Regions from separate parts of the Mus musculus genome. Here all the other regions are linked to region 4. A link is a contact called in public HiChIP or PLAC-seq, Micro-C and promoter capture Hi-C data. All regions are on one chromosome and are shown on one strand. Each heading gives the region's core, a stretch centred on a gene start, on an enhancer-like site or on the middle of the called end of the contact. The rest is flanking DNA. Distances are from core to core; before and after follow the strand shown. Region 1 holds the start of Sgsm2 (small G protein signaling modulator 2). Region 2 holds the start of Cluh (clustered mitochondria (cluA/CLU1) homolog). Region 3 holds the start of Hic1 (hypermethylated in cancer 1). Region 4 holds the start of Ube2g1 (ubiquitin-conjugating enzyme E2G 1). Region 5 holds the start of Ccdc92b (coiled-coil domain containing 92B).

What was found. Promoter capture Hi-C pulls out the DNA fragments that hold promoters and counts their contacts. Hi-C and Micro-C count contacts between places; a contact is called where the count stands out from the background. HiChIP or PLAC-seq counts read pairs in DNA pulled down with a chosen protein or histone mark.
Region 1: a contact with region 4 is called in a promoter capture Hi-C map of liver, with 7 times the contacts expected there. The contact joins the promoter of Sgsm2 here to the promoter of Ube2g1 in region 4. A contact is called at or near these places in 5 of 39 promoter capture datasets (cranial neural crest, hippocampal neurons, liver and 2 more) and 2 of 115 datasets of contacts at active chromatin or transcription factors (astrocytes and embryonic forebrain).
Region 2: an H3K27ac HiChIP or PLAC-seq map of extraembryonic endoderm stem cells shows a contact between it and region 4, with 7 times the contacts expected there. The contact joins the promoter of Cluh here to the promoter of Ube2g1 in region 4. A contact is called at or near these places in 1 of 39 promoter capture datasets (hippocampal neurons) and 3 of 115 datasets of contacts at active chromatin or transcription factors (astrocytes, epiblast stem cells and extraembryonic endoderm stem cells).
Region 3: a contact with region 4 is called in a Micro-C map of embryonic stem cells, with 3 times the contacts expected there. The contact joins the promoter of Hic1 here to the promoter of Ube2g1 in region 4. A contact is called at or near these places in 2 of 484 Hi-C or Micro-C datasets (B cells and embryonic stem cells) and 1 of 115 datasets of contacts at active chromatin or transcription factors (astrocytes).
Region 5: a contact with region 4 is called in an H3K4me3 HiChIP or PLAC-seq map of stem cell-derived neural progenitor cells, with 8 times the contacts expected there. The contact joins the promoter of Ccdc92b here to the promoter of Ube2g1 in region 4. A contact is called at or near these places in 3 of 39 promoter capture datasets (cranial neural crest, embryonic stem cells and hippocampal neurons) and 3 of 115 datasets of contacts at active chromatin or transcription factors (astrocytes, epiblast stem cells and stem cell-derived neural progenitor cells).

Annotation. Positions count from the first base shown.
Region 1 is chr11:74,895,761-74,898,460 of GRCm38.p6, reverse strand. Sgsm2 (small G protein signaling modulator 2) reads left to right here and starts at 1,392. Exons shown (of 23, transcript NM_197943.3): 1 at 1,392-1,636. The coding sequence starts at 1,580. Tsr1 (TSR1 20S rRNA accumulation) reads right to left here and starts at 381. Exons shown (of 15, transcript NM_177325.3): 1 at 246-381; 2 at 1-84. The coding sequence starts at 342.
Region 2 is chr11:74,648,220-74,650,919 of GRCm38.p6, reverse strand. Cluh (clustered mitochondria (cluA/CLU1) homolog) reads right to left here and starts at 1,416. Exons shown (of 26, transcript NM_001081158.3): 1 at 1,226-1,416. The coding sequence starts at 1,325.
Region 3 is chr11:75,168,867-75,171,566 of GRCm38.p6, reverse strand. It overlaps Hic1 (hypermethylated in cancer 1), which reads left to right and starts at 1,312. Exons shown (of 2, transcript NM_010430.2): 1 at 1,312-2,564. The coding sequence starts at 2,048.
Region 4 is chr11:72,606,008-72,608,707 of GRCm38.p6, reverse strand. Ube2g1 (ubiquitin-conjugating enzyme E2G 1) reads right to left here and starts at 1,447. Exons shown (of 6, transcript NM_025985.4): 1 at 1,073-1,447. The coding sequence starts at 1,118. Gm51906 (a long non-coding RNA gene) reads left to right here and starts at 1,545. Exons shown (of 4, transcript XR_003949712.1): 1 at 1,545-1,767.
Region 5 is chr11:74,618,261-74,620,960 of GRCm38.p6, reverse strand. It overlaps Ccdc92b (coiled-coil domain containing 92B), which reads right to left and starts at 1,356. Exons shown (of 4, transcript NM_001013784.1): 1 at 1,115-1,356. The coding sequence starts at 1,199. Gm50590 (a long non-coding RNA gene) reads left to right here and starts at 102. Exons shown (of 3, transcript XR_001780261.2): 1 at 102-432; 2 at 553-695.

The DNA.
Region 1 (2,700 bases), core at 143-2,642, 2.3 Mb before region 4:
GGAGCTGGCTGGCGCGATGCCTCTGGTCTATTCGGCTGAGCTGCCTCTTCAGCTTCTTGCAGAGGATTTTCGGTCCTACCCGGCCTGGAAGGCAGATCGGAAGTGGCTGCTCTTCTCCTCTCAGTCAAATCAACCAACAAGAACCTTCCTGCGCCGCTTAAGAGCCTTGGGCAAGGGTCCCAAGTCTAGTCTCGGTGTGGGCACGGGTACCGGCTAAGCAGCCCCTCTCCCTCCTGTCTACTCACCTTTGCTGTCCCGTTGTGCGGACCCACCGCCGTGATGCCGCCCGCCTTTATGAGCTTTATTCTGCTGCTTCAGCGGCCCGGAGCGGTGAGCCGCCATTCTGCAGTCCACGTGTGCACCAAGTGAACTCTACTTCCGGGCGGACCCGAGCGTTTCCGGCCCTGGGGACGGACTTCAGGCTTAGCACTTCCGCGACCTCTCGCGAGGTTTTTTGCCGCCAGCCTGCAAGCGCAGCGCCCTGAGTGTCCGCAGAGACGTCGTGGTGCCTTTTCCCACGCTGCAGTCCTCTGCTGAGAGATGGAGGATGCCGGCAGGAGTCTCCCGGCTCCGGCTCTGGATTAGGAGGTCAATTTTGCGCCCATCTTTCCATTTTTGCACGCTTCAGTTGCATCACGTGGGAAGAAATAAAAGTCTTTTCACGTAGACTATTGCACGCCGCTCTCTGCGGTCCCAGTGAACTGTACAAAGGGGTGACATTTGTACCTGAGTGGCCTTTCCTTTCCTCTATTACTCTAATTTCCAACGCGAAGCACTTAGAAGGGGCTCGTGTCACCGGCTCTGGAATGTCTCTTATTCCAACTCGCGCCCCCCTCTTCCCACAAATCTGCAAGATGAACCAAAGCGGATGTCGGCGACCCGGAGGAGGGCGAAGACTTCCCCTTGCGCTCGGGCACCTGTTCTTAGGAGCTCACAGTCGGGTCCTTGCTTTCCTCCTGCAAGCTTTGCGACTGAGCTGCAAGTAATATATGAACACTCCACAGGATCCGGAGGAGTGACAGGACCAGGTTCGAACCACAGTGACGCAGAGCCGAGACCCTGGCTCCGTATAGCTCCTCTCCCAGGGGCCAGAAGTCGGGAGCGGTCACGGTGGTTGAGGTTTGCCCAGACACAAGCACATTCCCAAAGTCCGCCCGCTGCGCGGCGCAGGCCGGAGCGGCTGACTTCCCAGCGCTCACAATGCGGGTTCGCGCCCTCGGGGCGGGAGCCGGCCAGTCGCCATGACAACCGTCCCTGCGGCGCGCGCCCGGCCCCGACGCCCCCAGGCGTCCGCACCCGCCCTTGACCCCCCCCCCCACCTCCCCAGTTGCGGCGCACACACCCCCTCCCTGCCGGCAGTGGGAAGGGGCCGGGCCTGCTGCCTGACGTCTGCGGGGCTCGGAAGATGGCTGCGGAGCTGAGCACCGGGCAGTGGCTGCGGCGGCTGCAGGCGGGGAGCGCAGCGGGCGGGGACTCCGCCTCGCGTGTGGGGCGCTGAGTCGGGAGGCGCGGAGGCGGTGAGGGCGCACCGGGGGCTCGGGGGGCCACTCGGTGCCACCTGCCCGCCACCTGCCGCACCATGGGCAGCGCAGAGGACGCGGTCAAAGAAAAGCTGCTGTGGAACGTGAAGAAGGAGGTACGGTCCGGGGCAAGGTCTCAAGGGGCTCGCACCCCTCCCGCGCTGGCTCGGGAGCAGAGAGGTGGAGGCACCCACGCGCGCGGCTGCCAGCCCACCGTGCCAGGCGGGGGCGGGGTCCTGGGCGGGCCGCGCCCCACGCCCCTCTCTGCATGTCCCGGGCAGCGCCCTCGGCCAGGGTCAGGCTTGCGCCCTGGGGCTTGTTTGCTCCACGGTGCTCCCGTTCCCCGCCCAGTGACGGCAGCAGCGCGGGGAGACCGCGATCGGGGGAGGGGTGGCGGCGATTGCTGGAGAACCCGAGTTGCCCATTCATTGCGGGTACTGCCCGGGGAGGGGGCGGGGTCCCCACGGGCCTCCTGGAGGCTGCGAGCCACAGTTCCAGGGGCTTCGCCCTCGGGTGTCCAACACACCGCCCTCTTGTGTTCCCCTGGCAAGTGAGTCGTGGCTAGCAGAGGGTTCGCTGCACACCTCACCGTTTCTCCCTCCACGCCCACCTCCTTACCCAGGAACTCGGGTATTTTTAAGAATGGTTTTTAAGACTCAGATTATTTTTGCCCTTTTGAGGGAAATCCTTCAGAAACAAGAGTTTCTCTCCACTAATTCCCTTTACCTTGACGCTGCTTAGAAGCTCATTTCAATTTCGGGGGTTGGGAGGGGGGGGCTGCTCATACGAATGACTCACCAGCTTGTGAAAGAGCCTGCAGTGTAGATGAGATGAGTGAGGCCTCCCTCCTCAGCCTGCCTCTCTAGCTGGGTCTACCAGGTGTGAACTATGGAAGGCAAAAACAAAACAAAACAAAACAAAAAACCTGTCTGCTTGTTCACTGTTTTGTTTCCAGAGCCTGGCACACTGGTAGGCACTCTAATAAATATAGCTGCTGATCCTGGAAACTGAGGTTTGGTGAGATAGTCTTGAGTTGTCCAGACTTACTTGAGCTTTACTTGTGAACTTGAGTAAAGTTACTTAAACTCAAGTCTTGGTTTCCTAGTTTCTTTTTAAAATAGGATAATACTGTTTCTCTCACATACATAAATGTATCATATTTTTTCATGCACCCTTGGAG
Region 2 (2,700 bases), core at 167-2,666, 2.0 Mb before region 4:
AACCTTCTCTTACCCAGCCTGCCCATGGATTCAGAGCCACGACATTTTTCAGCACTTCTTGTGCTTGGGTACAACTCAGGCCTTGTCTTGGGCAAGGTAAGTCCACTGTGATGGATAACAGTCTAGCAAGTGCTAGGCCCATTAGGGCCATCCTTACTCCCGTGTTAGCCTTAGTCTGCTCACCGGAGCTGGGAAGAATAAGGAGATGAGCTGAGGAAAAGAGAGATAAAGAGGGTCTGCACTCACTGGCATCCTGGGTAGAAAGGACCAGGCTGGCTCTGAGGAAAAGTGAGGAGGCCCTAGGAAGGGGTTTCCAGTTTCAAGGCTGGAGCCTGAGACTTGGTAAAAAACTAACAGAAAGGGCACAGGCTAAGTACAAGAGAAGTAGGCCCCACCCCTAGACAAGCCTCTGCCACTCCCAAAGCCACCACCACACAGCCCCCACGGGGGAGAGCTGGGCGCTCCACTCCACACTAATGACCTTTGCCTTAAAAAAACAGCAGCTCTAGTCTGACCCACTTTTCGCAATAAGGCAGGTTAATGATCAAGTTCAGGCACAAACACCTCCCCCTGACAAACAGCTAGGCTTTGCCCACACACAGGCAGGACCCCAAACCCCTGATCAAGTGGAGGCCAGTAACTAAAAGAATTGAGACCACAGCCTGATGACTTGGGGTTAAGCCCTTGTCTCTAAGAATGTACCAGAGACAACCCACCCCAATAACACACACACACACACACCCCAACTTGCGCTCTTCCCATAGTCCAAGTTTGGGCAGCTCCAAACTGAGCCTCACTCACAGTGCTGCAGCTCTGCCGCACAGGAACGTCTAGGACAAGAGAACCAGAAGGTGGCAGGGCCGCAAGTGTCACTGCCCCCAGCCCCAAGAGCTCCCCAAGCAGGGGCGCGGAGGGGGTGGGGCCGCCGATTCCATCGGTCTGCGGCGGCGGCGCACCCTGAAACCAAACCGCGTGTGCGCGCACGTGTCCCCGCGATCTTGCGCGAGTGTGTCCGCCGTGGATGCCCTTCCACGGTCCCCACGTGCGAAGTCCAGGCCGTAGCCGGGGGTGCCACTGAAGGTGACCTTCAGGGCGGGGGCGGCCCAGTGCACCGCCCACACTGACGCGGAGGGAAGACGGTTGTTCCCACCGAGTCCCGAGCCCTCCGGCCGGACTCGGCCCGGGCTCTAGCCCAGCTGTCCCTGCCCCCGGCCCACTCACTCACCAGCCGCGTTCGGCCGCCCCTTGCCGCCGGCCTGCGAGCCGTGCTCCCGGGCGCTGTCGGCCGGGGCGGCCGCCGGCAACTCGTCCGTCTTGATGACCATGGCGGGAGCAGGCGTCCGGCTCGCCTGTCCGCGCCGCACGCCGCGCCACTAACCCAAGTGCCCTGCGCGCCACGGCCGCTGCGGGAAGGACGGAGTCACCGGCCCACGTGGTGCGCGCTTTAGCCTTTGACCCCGCCGCCGCTCCCCTACCCCGCCCTCGCGCCCGGCCTGCCCACGGCAGACGACGAGGGACAAAACACCGAGCACTCCGTAGTCAGTTCACAGATTCAGTGACTCTTTCAAAGCCTTAAAGGCAACGCGTCCGGGCTCAAAGGGGAGAGGCCTCGGCCCCCTGGTGAGGCGGGGCTTCCGGGAGACGTTTCCTAGGTTCGCCGCCCGTTGGGCGGGCGCCGTGACCTTGGGTGGAGACTTGTCTAGGACTGCCTTCGCTCCCTATTCCCCCTCCCCCAATGACCCTCTGCTTCTTATTGAGCATCTGCCAAAAGACCGCGTCGTTCTAAAGCAGCTTTGTTATCACGACCCTCTGTATCCTCCTCACCGAGTGGGCTCTTTCCTACTGAAGGGAAGGGTCTAGAGTGTATTTGGATTATTGAGGAAGATCGCTTCTAGGCCTTTTGGCTAAGATCAAGTGTGGATTATTGAGGAAGGTGTGCAGGTTGCAAATATGCATAAAGTGTCAGAAACAGACTATGAAAACTTGGACTCAGCACCATGGGCTCCTCCCCTATCTGTGTAAAACACACACACACTCACTCACTTCCAGGCCACTATCTTGGTTTACAGTGAAGGACAATGAGGGCCAAAGTCACAGAACAAGTTCAGATTTAGACCAATAAATAGATCCTTACTATAGTTGTTATCTATTTTTCAGTTCTTTTGGTTGGGTGGGGAATAAGGAGTGAGGTCCATGATTGCTGGGGGAGGGGGGGTACTTTTCTTGTGTGTGCCCTACTGAGTATTAAATTCAGGACCTCTGGCATGGTAAAGGTGTCTACTGCTGAGAGACAACCCTAGTCTCAGGTGATATTGAAACCAGGTCTATCCAGACAGTTATGTTCAGGCAGAGAGGGGACAGGGTAAGCCTTCCATGCACAGGTGGAAAAGCCCTTTGTGAAACACTAAACACAGTCTTTACACTTGCTAGGATTTAATGGACCCTGGCAATCTGAGGCTGAGATGGGAGCGGTCTACATACACCCTTGTATACATTGCAAAGGAAAGTTAAATCTGCTTTCCTTTTAGAGATCTAGTGTGACCACAAGGGCCTGCAATCCCAGTTCTTGATAGGTAAAGGCTGGAGGACCTGAATTTGGAGACCAGCTTGGGCTACATAGTAACACACTGTCAGAATAGAATACATAGGAAGTTCAGTTTGCCCCTAGAGCACATGTGATGATGAGAACTGAAGCCAAAA
Region 3 (2,700 bases), core at 63-2,562, 2.6 Mb before region 4:
TTTCTAAAGGAGTCAGAATAGACTAAAGGCAAATACGATATGGAACAGGTCCTCCAAAACAGCCCGATTCTGTCTCCGGGCTCTAAATGGGGTCGTCATGCGTTCACGGAGAGGAGGAAGCTGCACCAGGATGACCAGAGGAGCTCAGGAAGAAGGGGAAAGCAAAGTTAAGAGGAGGGGCATGGTGGTGCGCATCCTTGTACGTGGGAAGTAGACGCCTTTGTGAGTTCGAGGCTAGCCGTAGACTTGAAACTGTGGTGGTGGTGGTGGTGGGGCGTGGAGGAGAGGAGAGGAGAGAAGGGGAGGGGAGGGGAGGGGAGTACACAGTGAAACTTGGGCAAGGTTTATGTGGTTGGCCCCATAGCGATACAACAAGGGCTTGAGTCGGTGGAGAGGGATAGAACAAGAAGGAACTGAAGACCCAGCCGACCTCCTTATGGGTCAACCAGCGGATAAACTCCATTGTGTAAAACACATACAGAGCTTTCTCTCCAGACTCGCACGATCTAACCCCATTAAAAGGAGAAAACATTTAAAACAGAGACATCAGAGACACCCTTGCTTGTGGGAGAACTCAGAGTTGTCAAAACTCATCCCTAAGAGCACTTCTGGGGAGCCTTCTTATCCTCAAACGCTCCGTTACACTTCCGCTTCAGCCCCAAGGCGTATCCCTCGACAGAGATACCAAGGTACCTCTTCACTTCTCCTAGAGCTCAGAAATTGTGGAGTCCACCGTGGGACTGCAGTGTTTGTCTTGTATGGACACTGTACGGAGATACGAAGTAGTAAGTGGATTAGATGGAGGCGGAGCACACTGTCGCGGAAACCTGGTGAGCCTTGAAGACTCTTTGGACCAGAAGCCTAGGCCAGGCATAGAAGTCTCCTGCCAAAGAAACGCAGCCTCTAGGAGGCGCCCAAGACCTTGGTGTCTCACTGGTACAGCTAGAGGCCCGGCCGGCTGCCCCGGGCGAGTGACTCAGCCACTACCTCAAGCGGGGGAGTGGGGGCTCGAAGACAGCGTGGGGTGCGGCGAGCGTAGCCCCCACCCGCCCTGCGCCCCGCGCGGTTGCTAAGCTCTCCAAGGCCTCTGAGAGATGAGATCCCGGGAACCTCATTGGTTACCATAGTAACTCTGAGCCCCAGCCTCTCCGGCTTGGCCACGGAGGATGGCGCAGCCAATAAGAAGCTGTGGGCGGTTTGGGGGGACCCCCCCTATAGCGTGGGCGGGGGTCAGGAGGTGCGGGGAAGAGGCGGAGCGTGGGCCACGGAGGCGCGGTGCTTGCAACGGTGCTTATGCCTCCGCCCCGCTATGCAGGGACATTTCCGGTGAGCACCCAAGAGCTGGTGCACGCTCCCCTCCCTCCTAAAAGAGGAGTCACCAACATGAATGAGCTCTCCCTTGTGTGGCGTGTAGGATCTTTTTTTGAGGGGGTCTCAAGCCGCCCGTTCTCGTGATATCTCTCGAATGGTGTATTGGGGGGGGGCAAACTAAGATCCCTCAAAACTGCTTAGATGGGGGATTGGGGACTTGAGGGGCACGTCGCAAGGGGGCTCTGTCCAGCTATTTCCAATGGAGGGCTCTAGGGTCCTTCTGGAGACCCGCAAGTTCGGGGAGGGCTCTTTGGTAGGACCTCTACCCCGTTTCACGTAGTAGCCTCCGCAGTAGCCCAAGAAGTTGGGACTCCGGGAGGGGGTGGGCGGTCTGTGTAAACATGGCGCGCCCTTGTCACTGCTTGGACAGAGTTTGAGTGTGGACGGTTTATGATGTGCATACTGATAACATGTGTCTGAGGGAGAGTTGGAATGTGTCTCTCTCCACTGAGTCCAAGTGAATAATGGTGTTCAGAAATGTCTAATAAAAGCCGCCCCGCTCCTGCTCCGAACGTATGTACCTTCATCTCACTTAGGATTTCTAAGCTCGCCCTCTCACAGAATACTGTTCGTAGTGTTCCACCCCAACCCCTTTTCTAAGATAGGGTCTCAGGTAGTAGAGGCTGACCTTGAACTCCTGGTCCTCTTGCTTCCAACTCCTGGGTGCTATGCTAGGATGATTACAAGAATGCGCCACCATCCCTGGCTTAAGAGTTCCTCATTTGAAGACAGAACCTTCCCCTCCCCCCCCCCGAATTGGCGCGATATAACATATAAATATGTACTCGGGAGCACTCAGCACAAAACCCCCAGGTTTATGGGACTCCCAGGTCCGATATCTGAGTCTCCAGGTGGGCACATCTGGAAGCGCGCGAACCTGCAAGATCTGCTCAGCTCCGCATCTGCAAGCCTCTTGGCCCAGGTGTGCGCCAGAGGTCGCAGCCCAGCCGCACACAGTCCCCGCGTGGCCGCGAGGTGGCGCCATGGCCGCGGCAGCGTCTGCCGGTTCGGGCCGCTCCAGATAAGAGTGTGCGGAAAGCGCGGAGGGGCTGAGACGCGACCAGGACGCGGGGAGGACGGACCGGCAAGACAGACCGACCGGGGGCCCGGCGGGCGGAGGGCAGCGCACTGCAGCCACGTCCCCCCCTGGATCCGCCGGCAGCCGGGCCCGGGGCTTCCGACATGCCCCCCAGGTGGGTCCTCGAGTTGGCGACAGGGAAGGGCAAGGGACCCGGGACAATCTGGTCCTCGTGCGCCGGCTACCTCGGGAGCATCCTCAGGCGTGGGCGCCCGGGTCGCGGCTGGCGTTTGGGGCTCTAAGTGTCTTCC
Region 4 (2,700 bases), core at 198-2,697:
CCGGCTTTCAGAAAGTTTAAAAGGGGGGTGGGGGGAGAGGACTGGCTACAGGTTGAGGAGGGGTGAAGTCGCCTGAACCAAGCCAGGCACACGCTTGGCGTAGGACAGCAGGGCTAACTACCGGTTCATTTCTCTTTAAATCTGGCAGCACGTGGGGCGGCATTGTGAAGGCACCAACCCGCCTCCTCCCTCCCCCCCTTCCACTCCGCACACGTACGCCTCCAGCGCGCATGCTCCGCTCACACAGTCCTAGCAGAGTAGGAGCCAACCCCCTAAAAAGTCAACCTGGAAGCCGCAAACGGCCAGAGGCCGGGACAATGGGGGAGGGGGACAGAGACTCCACGGGGGAGGCACTGAGCCGCCGCCCCTGGCCAGAGCCTAAGGCGGGCCGCAGCCCGGTGGCCGCGAGCCTGCGCGAAGGAGCCCGAGCCGTGCCCACGGAGCACAAAGCCCGGGCCGGCCAGCGAGCCGCTCTCCCCAGCGCCCGCGCCCACCCTCCCCCAGACGGGCGGCGCAGCCCGAGCTCGTGCCAGGCGGAGGCAGGCGAAGCGGAGTCGCGCTCCCCGCCGAGCCCCCCGGTGCCCCGCGTCAGCACCCGGGCCAGCCCCGCCGTCGCTTTTGTTGTCTGCCCTAACTCCGCGAACCCCGCGCTGCCGGGCCAGAAGTTTGGCGCGCCTCCCCTCTCCGGCCCCCGACACGGCTCGGACTCACAGCCGCGCGGGGACCCCGCAAGCTCCCGGGGTCCCCGAGGTTCCGCGGCCTCCGCCGCACCTGAGCCCGGGATCCGCCCCTCAGGGAGGGTCGGCCCGACCGGGACCCACGCCCCTCCCCCGCAACGCCCCAGTGCCGTGGGGGAGGGGGCAGCCGCCCAGGGCGTCCGGCCCGTCCGAGGGCGAGGCTGGGGAGCGTCCCCGCCCCCAACACCCTCCACAGCCGGGCCAGGAGTGTCGCCAGCTCGCCGCGACTCGCGGGCTCCCACCCTCGCGGCCCGCCACCACCCAGCCTCCGAGCGGGCGAGAGGAGGCGAGTGGCTCGGCAGTCCGCGATCGCGGCCCGGCGCCCCGCCGCTCACCTGCCAGCTGTCTTCGCAGTAGCAGCGCCGACTGCAGCTCCGTCATCCTCCCCACCGAGAGCCCGGGCCGCCACCGGGACTTCGACGGACTGGCGACAAGCTCTGCCGGTGCCTGGAGCTAGATGTGTGTTGAGGAACCCGGACCGGAGCGCCGAAGCCGCGGGGAGGCCGGTCTTGGGAGACCCGAGAAGCACCTCGCCGCCTATGCGAGTCCGCTCCGCTCGGCTTTCCTCGCTCAGCGCCTCACGCCCGGAAGGGGAGGGTACCCGGGCCGCCGCGGCGCGCACTGGGACTTCGCTCGCCCGCTTCCCTCCTCTGCCCGCCCGTCGGCCCCACCGGTGCCTTCCCCCGCCACTGCCTCACTGCGCGCAGGGCCGCTCCGCGCAAGCGCGCTGAGCCTGCCTCCTTCAGAAGCAGCACTCCTGCTAGCCCGACCCCTCGGCCCTGCTGCCCCGCCTCCGGCGGTGGAACCCCGCCCACCGCGCGCAGTGGGCTCAGCCCCGCCATCTTGGGAAGGTCCACGCCCGCCCAGCTGCGGAAGCGTCGGCTGGTAGACGCCCCGCGGACGCCATGACAAAGAGGTCGCGGAGGGTCAGGACGCTGCCTCCCGGTATAAGCAGGAGGTCTAAGCGTGATGGGACCAGAAGTGGTAGATGTTGGCGAGGACCCAGCAGCCATCCAACACTACATCGGAGGTGTGCGAATTAGTCATTGTTACAAAGCCGAATTTAGTACTGGTGTGCACCATTTTAAGCAGCCGCAAAATAGAGTGCATGGTGATAATTCATAAAGAATGCACAGAATGGTCCTTGAAATAAAAATGTTATGAGTCTCATAGCAGAAAACGTTTAAGTAAATAGTAAGACTGAGTAAAGTGCAGAGTTGTGATTAGCACAACCTGATAAATGGTTCGGATTCAGGTGGTATTCTCCTGTAATCTCAACACTTGAGGCTGAGGATTAGAAGACCCAGGTCCCCTTCGCTGCACAGTGATACCCAATCTCCGTCTGGGGATGAGGATCCATAATAGATCAGACTCCTCTAGAAAAGGCACCTACTATGTAAAGTCCAAGTGTGAAAGCCGAGATTAGGAAAAGTCAACCTTATCCAACCTCCTTGCCCATTTCCCAGTTGAGTGCTTTGTCAACACTGTAGCAATAAAGAAACAAAAAAGGGAAGGGGGAAAAGTAACATTGACACTCAATTTTGTTTCTTCTTTCTTTCTTTTAAAGATTTATTTACTTATGTATATGACTACACTGTTGTTCTCTTCAGACACACCAAGAGAGGTCATAGGATCCCATTACTGATGGTTGTGAGCCACCATGTTGCTGAGAATTGAACTCAGGACCTTTGGGAAATCAGCCAGTGTTCTTAACCGCTAAGCCATCTCTCCAGCCCCTTGCTTGTTCTTTCAATAAGTGTTTGTTCAATCCCTACTTCCCTGTACCTGGACTGTAGAAAACAAAAACTGTGCATAGGAAATCAGGTCCATTTCTACCCACAAAAGCATGAAGCTTCTGTGAACTCCAAGTAAAGTGAACAAGAGGAGCAGATTCCGTTAGGCATGTAATAAAAATTACTGGGCAAGCAGGCACAAGGCCCTGGCTTACCTCCCTAGCACTGTC
Region 5 (2,700 bases), core at 107-2,606, 2.0 Mb before region 4:
ATCTGTACACTGATGGTCCTACTAGTACATCCACTCCAGAGATGAAGAAACAGGACCCCAGAGAGGTAAAGCCCTTTGCCGGACATGCACAACTGTGCTGACACCTAGGAGACACTTTGAGGCACTCACCCTGTAACACATAGCTCCTCAGAAGGCAGCCACACTTTACATCTGCTGGCTAAACCTCTTTTTTGTTGTTGTTTTTTGGATTCTACCTCTTGCTCTCCAGATAAACTCTCTCCCTGTACAGCCATGCCCTAGCTTCCTACACTCCACCCAGTTTCTGTCTCCTGAAATCTGACTTCTCCTTTGCATTTTAGAGCCTTCTTGCGGGCAGTTTGGACTCTGGGAATTCCTTGCAAGAAACAAACCACACAGCCAAGAGTGAAGCCGAGAGAATGAATTGAGTCTTACTGGGAATCACCAGGGCAAGTGAGTACACGTATTAAAAAATAATTACTCTGCCACCCCCTCTAAGTCCTTGGCTCTCCTGAGGACGAGTCTGGAACCAAGATCTGGCCTTTGACAAGTGTCTGGGACTCTGTCTGCAAGGTGGGGGCTGGTAGCAGAGACATTCTCTAAGGACCTGTGATCCTCCGCACTACAGAGTCCCTCCTCCCAGACACCCCTCAACTCTGGCTCCCCGCTCCACTGAAGATCCCACAACCCCAACCTCAGCATTGCTGAGGATTCAGGTACATGGGAGTGGGGTGTCGGGAAAAACTTGACCCACCTTTCAATCTTGATGCTCTGTAGTTTATGCCTCGAATTTGACACCCAGAACTAGGGGGTCTGCAGGGTGGGGGGCAGGGTTGAGGGTTATGGATACCACAGGGTATAGGGAAGAGAGGAACCAGCCAGGATACGAAGAGCAGGCAGAACGGTGCGAGTGGTGGTCTGGACTGCTTTGGACCCCCTGCCAATGCCGGGAAGGGCTCGGGTCTGGCGGCGGAGGACAACTTCTGCCAGCAGCCCGCGTCCTGCCCGCCTCTCGCGCGCTGCGGTGCCAGACCCCGCGCAGCCCTCCAGGCGGAGCCGGAGCTCAGGGGCTCTCTTCATCACCCTGATCACCCAGCCAGCGCCCACCCTCTACACCCACCGCCGGCCTGCTCACCTGCGGACCCGAGAGAGCCGCCGGGCCCGGCCCGGGCCTCGCTGGGTCTCTGGAAGAGCTCTTCTCCCGCGCTAGCTGCGCTCATGGATCCGCAGAGCGCGGCCCGGCTGCGGCGCCATCAACTGCTGCGAGGCTGTGGGGTGCGGACTCCAGGGCTCTGGGGGGCTCCGGGGCGCAGAGGTGGGGGGCCTAGGGCAGGCTTCGGGCGTAAACACCCAGCAACGTGACCGGAACTGGCGAACGAGCTGGAGGGGGCGGGGGGTGGGAGAGATAAGGGGGAAGGGAGGGACCTGGGGCGCTCGGGGAGGGGCCGTGGGCGGGGCGGGGGGAGGGGAGGCTGGGGCGGGGGAGGGGAACCCTGGGACCTCGGGGAGCCCCAGGATCCGGGCCTTCGCACCCCGCGAGCAGCAGAATCCTCGGATCCGGCCCTGGCTGGGAGCTGAGGAGGGAGCCCGAGACACCACAGACGACTAGGCGAGCAGGGACGCGGCGACCGATCAGCACCGCGGACAGCGCCCAGGCCCACAGGCCAGGATCCGCTCCGCCTCTCTAAGTGAGGCAGCGCCCGCTGCCTGCTGGGGTACCCACGAGCTGGGGTATTCGAGAGCTGCTGGATAGTCTGAAAATGTGTTCCTGGTAGAGGCAGCAGCAAAGCTGTGCCAGATGTCTCACTAGTTTTGTGACCTTGGGTGAATCACCTCACCTCTTATATGATGGTACCCAGAATCAAGAAAAGATCTTTTATAAATTCCAAAGTCCGTAAAAAGTATAAGGCGCATAAGGCACTATTGGTGTTGAGCCGGGTCTCTTCCTCCTCCTCCTCCTCCTCCTCCTCCTCCTCCTCCTCCTCCTCCTCCTCCTCCTCCTCCTCCTCCTTCTCCTCCTCCTCTTCCTTCTTCTCCTCCTCCTCCTTTTCCTTTCTTCTGTAAACAGATTTCTAGAGTTACTCTGCTCATCTTAGAGTTCTGGCACCATCAGCATCTTTCTCTTCTCTGGAGAGATGGTGGTGTATGGAGTGCACCATTGGGTTGTTGTGAGAATTAAATGAGTTAATACCTGTACAGTGCTCACTATAGTGTGGGGGCTCACTAGACACCTGTACACATGATGGTTGATGACAGGGGTTCAGGAGGCTCGGAGTTCCCAAAGGCAACACATTTCCAATCCTACCTTATCATGCTGAAGGGAGAGGTGGTCTTTAAGGACTCAGACCTAAAGTTTGGTCTGGAATACCTCACTCCATTACAAGCCAAATATTTACTTTCTTGTTGAGCCAAATTTCTACAAGGCCTTAATTTTGCTTTTAAACAAGGCGTTACTATGTGTGTAGCTAGCCGGGCGTGGTGGCGCACGCCTTTAATCCCAGCACTCGGGAGGCAGAGGCAGGCGGATTTCTGAGTTCAAGGCCAGCCTGGTCTACAGAGTGAGTTCCAGGACAGCCAGGGCTATACAGAGAAACCCTGTCTCGAAAAACCAAAAAAAACAAACAAACAAAAAAAAAACTATGTGTGTAGCTCTTGCTGGCCTGGAACTCTATTGCTTCATAGACCAGGCTGGCCTTGAATTCACAGAGATCCTCATGCCTG